3 separate regions of the Gossypium hirsutum genome follow, and all the other regions are linked to region 1. A link is a contact called in public Hi-C data. All regions are on one chromosome and are shown on one strand. Each heading gives the region's core, a stretch centred on a gene start, on an enhancer-like site or on the middle of the called end of the contact. The rest is flanking DNA. Distances are from core to core; before and after follow the strand shown. Region 1 holds the start of LOC107962871 (probable serine/threonine-protein kinase SIS8). Region 2 holds the start of LOC121230650 (putative GATA transcription factor 22). Region 3 has its middle 49 kb from the start of LOC107963580.

The links. A called contact is a pair of places that touch in the nucleus more often than the background predicts.
Region 2: a Hi-C map of leaf shows a contact between it and region 1, with 1.5 times the contacts expected there. The contact joins the promoter of LOC121230650 here to the promoter of LOC107962871 in region 1. A contact is called at or near these places in 7 of 34 Hi-C or Micro-C datasets (callus, hypocotyl and leaf).
Region 3: a contact with region 1 is called in a Hi-C map of leaf, with 1.8 times the contacts expected there. The contact joins the enhancer-like site here to the promoter of LOC107962871 in region 1. A contact is called at or near these places in 6 of 34 Hi-C or Micro-C datasets (callus, leaf and seedling).

What each region holds. Positions count from the first base shown.
Region 1 is chrA06:31,338,203-31,340,902 of Gossypium_hirsutum_v2.1, forward strand. LOC107962871 (probable serine/threonine-protein kinase SIS8) reads right to left here and starts at 1,347. Exons shown (of 13, transcript XM_041115744.1): 1 at 784-1,347. The coding sequence starts at 1,164.
Region 2 is chrA06:31,514,567-31,517,456 of Gossypium_hirsutum_v2.1, forward strand. LOC121230650 (putative GATA transcription factor 22) reads right to left here and starts at 1,336. Exons shown (of 3, transcript XM_041115746.1): 1 at 959-1,336; 2 at 412-807. The coding sequence starts at 1,051.
Region 3 is chrA06:31,570,522-31,573,385 of Gossypium_hirsutum_v2.1, forward strand. No RefSeq gene overlaps it. Among protein-coding and RNA genes, the nearest start is that of LOC107963580, 49 kb to the right of the region's middle. Within about 2 kb of position 1,345, at least 3 of the 9 cell types and tissues checked have an H3K27ac peak or open chromatin away from gene starts, as enhancers often do. A contact at or near this core is called in leaf, where this site is marked.

The DNA of each region.
Region 1 (2,700 bases), core at 97-2,596:
GGTAAAATTAATGCTCCCTGCTAATAGAACAAGAAACATACATGTAAAGTTACTTTATAGCAATAAACCATAAGGAAAAAGGCTTACCAATTAGCTATATTTAAAAAGGACTCTGGCATTATATAGCAGAGATTAAAAAACCCAAACCGCCATGCCTATAAGATAAAGGAAATTTTCATATAATAGAGACACAACCCGTAGCAGGCTAGTGAGCGGCAAATCTTCAAGTAGTAGAACGATGAGCAATTATCAGAGAAAAATCAATAAAAAACCAGAAAGGATGTACCATGCTACATTTAGCAAAACTTCAATTAATAGAAGTAGAAAGATTAATTGAGCTTCGACATGCAAACCAAAAGCATCTGTCAAAAGAAACAATAAAAAAGAAAGCTTTAACAAGTTTTTTTTTTATCAGAATCAATCAATGACTAATGAAAATGACGTGGAAAGCTAAGGATATCCAAAATTACTACCGGAAAGAGGAATTCTGGAAAAGTGATCCGCAGTTGAGGACTCCTCGTGTTTAAAATGCAAATGAAAATGAAAATGGAATCAAATAAATAAATAAATAAACATAGTAGCAATTTGTATAAGAAGGAAACATGAAATGCAATCAGAATTTATGAATAAAAGAAAACAAATGTCATAAGAAAAAAAAATCATAAATTATATAACACGTTTAGATATCATAACCAATTCAAACAAGAAATGCAATTTCGATAACCTAAAACTGAAAGATATAATAAAGTTTTTAAATATATAAAGTAAGAAAGAATATATTACCCAATAACGAAGCGAGAGTAACTCCACGAAAGTGCCGGCTCCGCTAAATCTTTTAGCAGCGTCGATATGAGCCGTCTCGGGATCCGAGGCACTGATCGCCAAAGCCAACTGCATCTGAAACTCTTCTTCCAATAAATTAAAATCCACCTCGTCACCAGCCGTCCGATCTCCCCCGGCCGATTCAACGGCCCCAATTCTCCCCAATGTACCTGAACCAACAGAAGACGCCGAAGAAGAAGAAAAGGAAGACGCCGTTTCTTGTCCCGTTGAATTCGTACTCGGACTTGAGCTGACCACGGGCTGCGTCTCCGTCAACCGTTGGTGCTCATTTAAACCGCCGCCGATATGGAGTTTCCTTAATAAATGCTTCATTTTCGGCATCGATCATCAACGGCGACTTTTTTCCCGTTCTCCGTTTCTTTTATAAATTTCTTTTTCTTTTTCCTTTTTTGAAAATTTGTTATTGTTTTTATTTTTTTTTAATTTCTTATTCTATTTCTATTATTCCATCTGCAGACTTAACCTACGCCCACTGGTTTAAAAGCATACTCGCTTAAGCTGCGCACTCTTCTCCGCTAAGCTACCCGTAATTGAAAAGACTTTTAAATTAACCGCTCACCCATTCCCTCCAACACACACACTCTCAAATTTAATAATTAATTAATCAATTAATTCTACTTCTTCTTCCCTTGATAGTACTATTTATACATAACCTTTTCCCCTCCATTTTTTATGTCTTGCTCTTTCAATTCTAAATGTAAAGCTTGAAATCCTCACCCATAAAATAATTATTTTTTTATATAATTTATTGTTGATTAAAATATATTGAAGAAAGAAATTGAAATTATCTGGGATTAAATCTAAATTCGTATATTTATAACATAATATTCTTGGGACTACCAAATCAAGAGATTGTTGACTAAATTTTTAAATATTATTATTTACAATTAAAATATAACATATCCATATTTAAACTAAAATATAAGATTAGTACTAATAAAATAACAATGATACCACATGTACAATAAATGAAATACCTATATTTAATTGAGAAGTGAAAAGCATATATATATATATATTACTTGCGAAACAATCCGTTCGTGCAACCTATCAATTACATACATGATCTATTTATTTATTTGTGAAAGGAAAGTTGAAGAATTATTACGATAAACAACCCTTTGACCTATGAACGGTTGATGGCTTAGCCAACCCAAAATAACAAATATATATTTTAAAAACCCAAGTTGAAGTTATGGTTTGAGAGTTTGAGAAGTTTCTAAGAAGGAACCTGTTCTTTGTAAATATTGCGACTTCACTTGAAGAACAAGTTTGGAAACAAAATGGCATGTGTCTCCACGCTTGGTCCCATATTTTTGTTTTAGGTTACGTTTAGGGGTGGCGCTATAAATTATTATTATTATTATTATTATTATTATTACAACAGTATATAAATTTTAATGTTTTTAAATAATACAAATTTTATTTTCAAAGTTACTAAATTAATTAAGTCAAATATGAGAACAAAAAACTTTAGAGACCAATCAATTGCATTTTTTTTCAATTTAACCCGTTTGCTTCTATCACAAACTTAATAAAAATAGACTAAAATAAGTAAATTTAATTAGTTGAATTATTATTTTGAAAGTTTTAAAAGTTAAGTGACTACAAAAGAAACTTAAGCATAATTGTGTGTCCTGTAATGAAGTTTATCCTAATATCTAATACAAGTAAATTTAGATATTCTAATTACTATTCGCAACAGATACAGTGTAAATAACAAATTCACTCTTGAGAATATTTAATGGATTGGAATATATAAATTCTTTAATTAATTCGAATTCAAACACACATGTATCCAACTATGATATTTGATTTAAGGGTAAATTATAAAATAGTCACTTTTGTTTATCTCAT
Region 2 (2,890 bases), core at 86-2,585, 180 kb after region 1:
TAAATAACATAGGAAATTCTGAATTTTTCTTTTAAAAAAATAATTTTTTTTAACAATGTGAATGATTTAAACTAATGCATAATATTACCTTAGAATTATGCTGAATTAAAGTTCACAAATCAGTGGAACAAACTTAGGGACGAATTTAATAAAATTATTTTTTAATCCTTAAAATTATAAATTAATATAATAATAAAATTAACTTTTAACTTCAACTGAACTTTAAAAAAAAAAAAATTCACTTTTACCCCTAGCTAAGCCACAGGTAGAGTAGCAATAGACTTATGCTCGATTGATACCAATTTTGAATTTGATCCCCATCTGTGCCCTTCCCAAAACAAAATTATGGACTAAATCCTCAAATTTAGTATAGTAAAGAATTTGAGCATATAGACTAAATGGTGAACTTACTTTGGGACCTCGAGGGCCACTTCTCCAAAGCGGTGTCGTGGTGGTGTTACAGTCGGAGCAGACTCTAATGGCGTTGGCTTCACCATTACCAGTCACCGGATATTGAAACTTGTGATCTGTTGATCCCCTACTGCTACTGCTACTGCTACTGCAGTTGGAGTTGGAGTTCATCATCTTCTTCATTAGCCTCATTTTGGATGACATCCATTTCACTGTTATCCCATTTTTATTATCCTCTGCACTGCTTTCGTAATTCCTTTCCTCGTTTCTTCCAAAGGATGAATTTTGGGCGTTGGTTGCCTTCTGATCTTCCACCGTTGATTGAAGTGATGAAGATGAAGATGATGAACTGGCTTGTTGGTCGCTTGCTGATGATCCACCTTCATACTTATTCACCTAAAATAAATAGAATAATCAAAGAGATAAAAGATGAAAAATTAAAAAGGTTTTACATCCACATAAGATACATGTATGTATATGATTTCACTATGTTTGGATCACAAGAAATTCAACATCAATGAATATTGAAGAGAATTAGGGTTCTTACAGAGAGAAAAAGCTGAAGATGATGGGGTTCTTCTTTTAGCTCCACAAAGGGGAAATTAGGAGATGGTGGTGGGTTAAGAAATGCTGGTGTCATTGCCAAGAGATAAAAGAGAGAGCGAGAGAGAGAAGATATTAAAAAAAATAAAAATCAGAGAATTAGGCTAAGGAAATGGGATAAGGGCAAAGGGTCCTAATTAATGGAGTTGAAGGGGTTTTTATAAAGGAATTGTGAAGGAATTAAAAGGCAAGAAGAGGCCACACAGGCATTCACGTGACTTCATCTCACCCAAACAAAACAAGATAAAAACTATGACAAACTTAAAAGGGTGGGAGGGGGCGGTTGGATTGCAACTACTCAAACCCTAATGCCCAGTCTTATGACAAAACATATACACTATCTGCAGTCTTTTTGCCCCTTCAAAAATATTTCGAAAATGGTAAAATCCTATAATTAGTCCTTATTCAATTTGTGATATACTTTAATATATAAATCTTAGTTTCATCATTAATTCTGGTTAGTTTAACATGATAGTAAACAATCAGACAAATGTATAAAATTAAATTATTTTATAGCATTATTATAATTTAAAAAAAAAAAGTTTGTTTTCCCCTACTGTATAATGAAAGGGGTCTACAATGTTATTGCTCAAAAACTCATTAATGTCTTCCAAACTTTTCTTCACTAGGTATTCAGTACCTCCATCAAGTCTCAAAGTAGTGAACTGAGAAAGTCTGGAATACGTTTAAGTCAGGTCAAATTCTCAAAATAGCATCATATGTAATTTATAAGTTATGAAATTTTGAAAGAAAAAGTTGTTTAAAATAATAGTTACAAATTCTGAAAATTCTTCATCAAAATACTTTCAATTATTTTTTAAAACAACCCCACCTTTAATTCATCACCATAAGTCTTAATATTATTTGCTTTTCTTTTTCCTAAATCCAAGTCCGTATGAAAAGTCAAGAAAAAAAAAAGGGCTATAAATGCATGTGTATGGGATATCGGGCTCTGCAAATAACAGATTACCATTTACCAGTGAAAAGAGAAAAGATACCTACAATTCATAAACAAAGATCACCACCATATTTGTTTCTTTATTATTATTATTATTATGATAGTTGTTTCTTTATTGATATATATGCATGCTCATATTTATATATATTATAGTGTAGTAGGGGAGAGTTTTTTTTTTTTATACAATAGTAGATGAGAGTTATATATCTACAAATAAATGCAGTTTTTGGAAGATTTAGGAAGGAATATATGTGAGAGGGAGAGGATATTTCATTGCAGATATGAAGAGATGGGGTTGAAGATTTTGCATGGGAGAGTTGGCATATATGTTTTGCTCAAAGTATTGCCCAAAAGCCATCAAATGCTTGGTGCAGGCTTAGAGACAATATTGCTTCCTTGGCTGATGCTGCCGCCTGCCCCCTTTTTTGGTCCCCCACATACCCTTTGTGCCAAATTGATCAACTACATCATTTTCCTCACCTCTTCCCATTTATTTTAAGGTTAATTCACCAAACACCCTCAAATTGTATTTCAAATTCTAAATTGGTCATTAAAGTATCAATATCAAATTAATTAGGTTATTCCATCAACCAAGCGATCCATTTTTCTATTAAATGTCAATTCAAACATGACGTGGAGCATATCTAAAATATGGAGATCAGATTTTAAATATGTGTACATCTACAACATGAACAGTTGGACCTAACGTGTTAAGAAATACAATATCACTAAAATTTAATAGGGTTTATTTATTTGACACGTTTAATCTAAGTTGTCCATGCCTTAGGTACACAAGTATTTAAAATTTGGTCGTGTGTTTTAAATGTGCTTCACATTCATTCCAAGCTAGCATTTAGTGTCCAAACTAACAATTAGGCTAATGATAGAACCTTATTGATATTATATTAGAGATGTTCA
Region 3 (2,864 bases), core at 95-2,594, 230 kb after region 1:
TACTTTGTTGATATGGATTAGATAGTAAATTTATAGTACTTAGCAACTTAAAATTTGATCTGATCTCTTTATGCCACTTTATTACTTGATGTGCACTAGCAAATACAATTTCAATTATCAAATAGTAATATCTTTAGGGTCAATTTAATTCGCAATACAATTAATATAATGGTTTAATAAGTTTTGTTTTTATTATTATTTAAGTTTTTAATTGAGTTAATGTTATGAATTAATCAAATATATAGAAAAAATTAAAAGTCCTTATTTTTACAAAATAAATTTTATTGTTATGAGGTTATTTTTAAGTATATTTTTGTATAAAATCAAAAACCCACATTTAGTGAAATTTGAACCAATGACATTCTAATATTAATATTTTTAATTTTACTATTTCAACTAAGGGTTCATTTAAATTTAATATAATTTTTTAATAAATATAGTTTTTACATAATTTTTTCCACTCACATTGTGAGTATACCGTAATCTAATATAAATTATTGACCTTTTTTTTTGTTTAATATATGATTTGGTACTTGAATTTGACATTTTTTATAATGTGATACTTATATTAGTTTTTTGGTCCAATCTAGTACTTGTATTTGACAGAAATTACAATTTTGGTACCTAAAAGTAACAATGTTAACTTTTTAGTGCTTAATTCAAGTTTTAGAGTTGAGTTGATGGAAATTAATTACTAATTTTATTAGGTTTGGTTTTTCTTTTATGATTTTGTTAATAGAATAATTAAATGTTAATTGTGATTTTTTAATTTTGTGTTTGATTTGTCAAATACAATGTAGTTTAATTTGGATTTTAAGATTGATTTTATGAATATTAATTACTATATTATTAGATAATTATGAATTTTCATCAAATCAACTTTAAAATTTAAATTAAACACTAAAAAATTAACATTGATACTTTCAAGTACCAAAATGTATAATTTTTATAAAAAATAAGTATAGATGAAAAAATAATACAAATACTATAATAAAAAAATATTAAACTCAGAAACCAAATTACATATTAAACCAATTTTTTTTATCAAAAATGTATTCCATAGAGTCAAAACACAGTGATACAATGGATAAGAGAGGTCTCAATTTCCAGAAAAGGCTCGAGGCCGTAGACAACTAGGCATATGTCCCAAGTAGAAACAGGAGAGGGAGTTACGTTAAAGATGTAACATGAATCCCTTTATCCGAATGTCTCCTGAACATAGGAAACAGTTACATTAAAGCCCAGTGCAAGGCATAGTTAAGCCACGACACATACGAACCCAGTTCAAGGCATAGCCCAAGACCAACACAATCCAAATAAAAAGATAAAAAGGGAGAAACAGCTCAAACAGGGCCTAGAAGCCCTTTGGTATCCTGAAGTTACATACGGTCGTCCGCATTAGAGCACCATAATGATTACAAGGGGTAAGTGGAGCGGTAGAAACCCTAAACCACTGAACCGAAGGGGTAGTGGAAACTGGGTCATGGTCCTTAACCTAAGGGACCACCATGGACCTCGGGCACCAAAAACTCTACAAATTCGGCAATGTAAATGGAGGTGGTTGCATACCAGTCCACCTTTATCTTATCGACGTTAATTTCGAGGTATGCATGGTCAGGCCTATATAAAATTTTAGACTCGGGCCAAGCCCTGCCTGAAGTATGGACCTAAAAATTTATTCAAGATCGATTCGAAATAAAATTATTAAGTCTGAGTCCTGTCCGGTCCATATTAAATTTTTTTAACTTATTTCATTAAATAAAAAATTTTAAAATATAATAAATCAAACACATTTAAAAACATAAAAAAAAATATTAAAACAAGAAACAAATAAAAAATAAGACTAAAACAATTCTTAAAACAATACACAAATTAAAAATATAATAAAAAGTGATTATATTAAAATTGAAAATAAAATGTAAATATAATTAAAAATAAAAAATAAAAAAATATATATTTAGTATATAATTCGGACCGGGTCGGGCCTAGATAAAAAAATTTTACCCGAAGCCCAGCCCGTTTTCTAAATGGGCCTCATTTTTTACCCAAAATTATATTTCGGGCTTATATTTTTATCCGAACCCTCTCATTTTTTAAGCGGGGCCTTCGGGCAGGGCCGAGTAGCCTAGCCATGTACACCTCTATTTCCCCTCAAAAGGGCTCTCTTTTCTCATTTACCTTTATTAGATTTATTCACTTGCTTTTCTTTGGGATTAACCAGCGGACAAGCTTCGTCGCTCTATAGTTCATCTTGGTCTTACAAGAACTTGGGAGCATTCTCAAAGAGATTAAACAAAATTATAACTCAAAAGATTATGAATATATTTTATTTTTATATTATGTTTTAACAATATTAAATCAAAATAGCATTAGTAAAAGAAGGGTGAAGTAATGTAGAAAAAATTGAAGTTGTTATGGATATAACCAATATGTGTTTTAAACAGCTATGCAAGCATGACATAAAAAGTGAAGGGAACAATTCCCACCTCACCCGCTCCATACTCATCTCTAACCAACCCTTATATAATTTAAAGGAGATACATGAAAAGTAAGGACAGATTTAAATATCTAAACCCTAAAGATAAACTACTTGTATGAGTTGTATCTCATGTGACAATCTAATAAAAAGGGTTAAATTAATGTCACCCTTCCCAAGGACACCACATCCCTACAGTCCAAGGGCTCTCACTGTACGCCAAATTCCACTGATGGGACTCCTCAATTTCCATTGACACCCAGCCTAGAGCTCGTGCCAGCCATTGATCATCATCACAGCCGTCCATTTCCTTTACTTCATCTCCTATTACACTTTTGTTATCGTTAAACCCCATCCCAATAACCAATAACTCCTCCGTGGGTGCCAC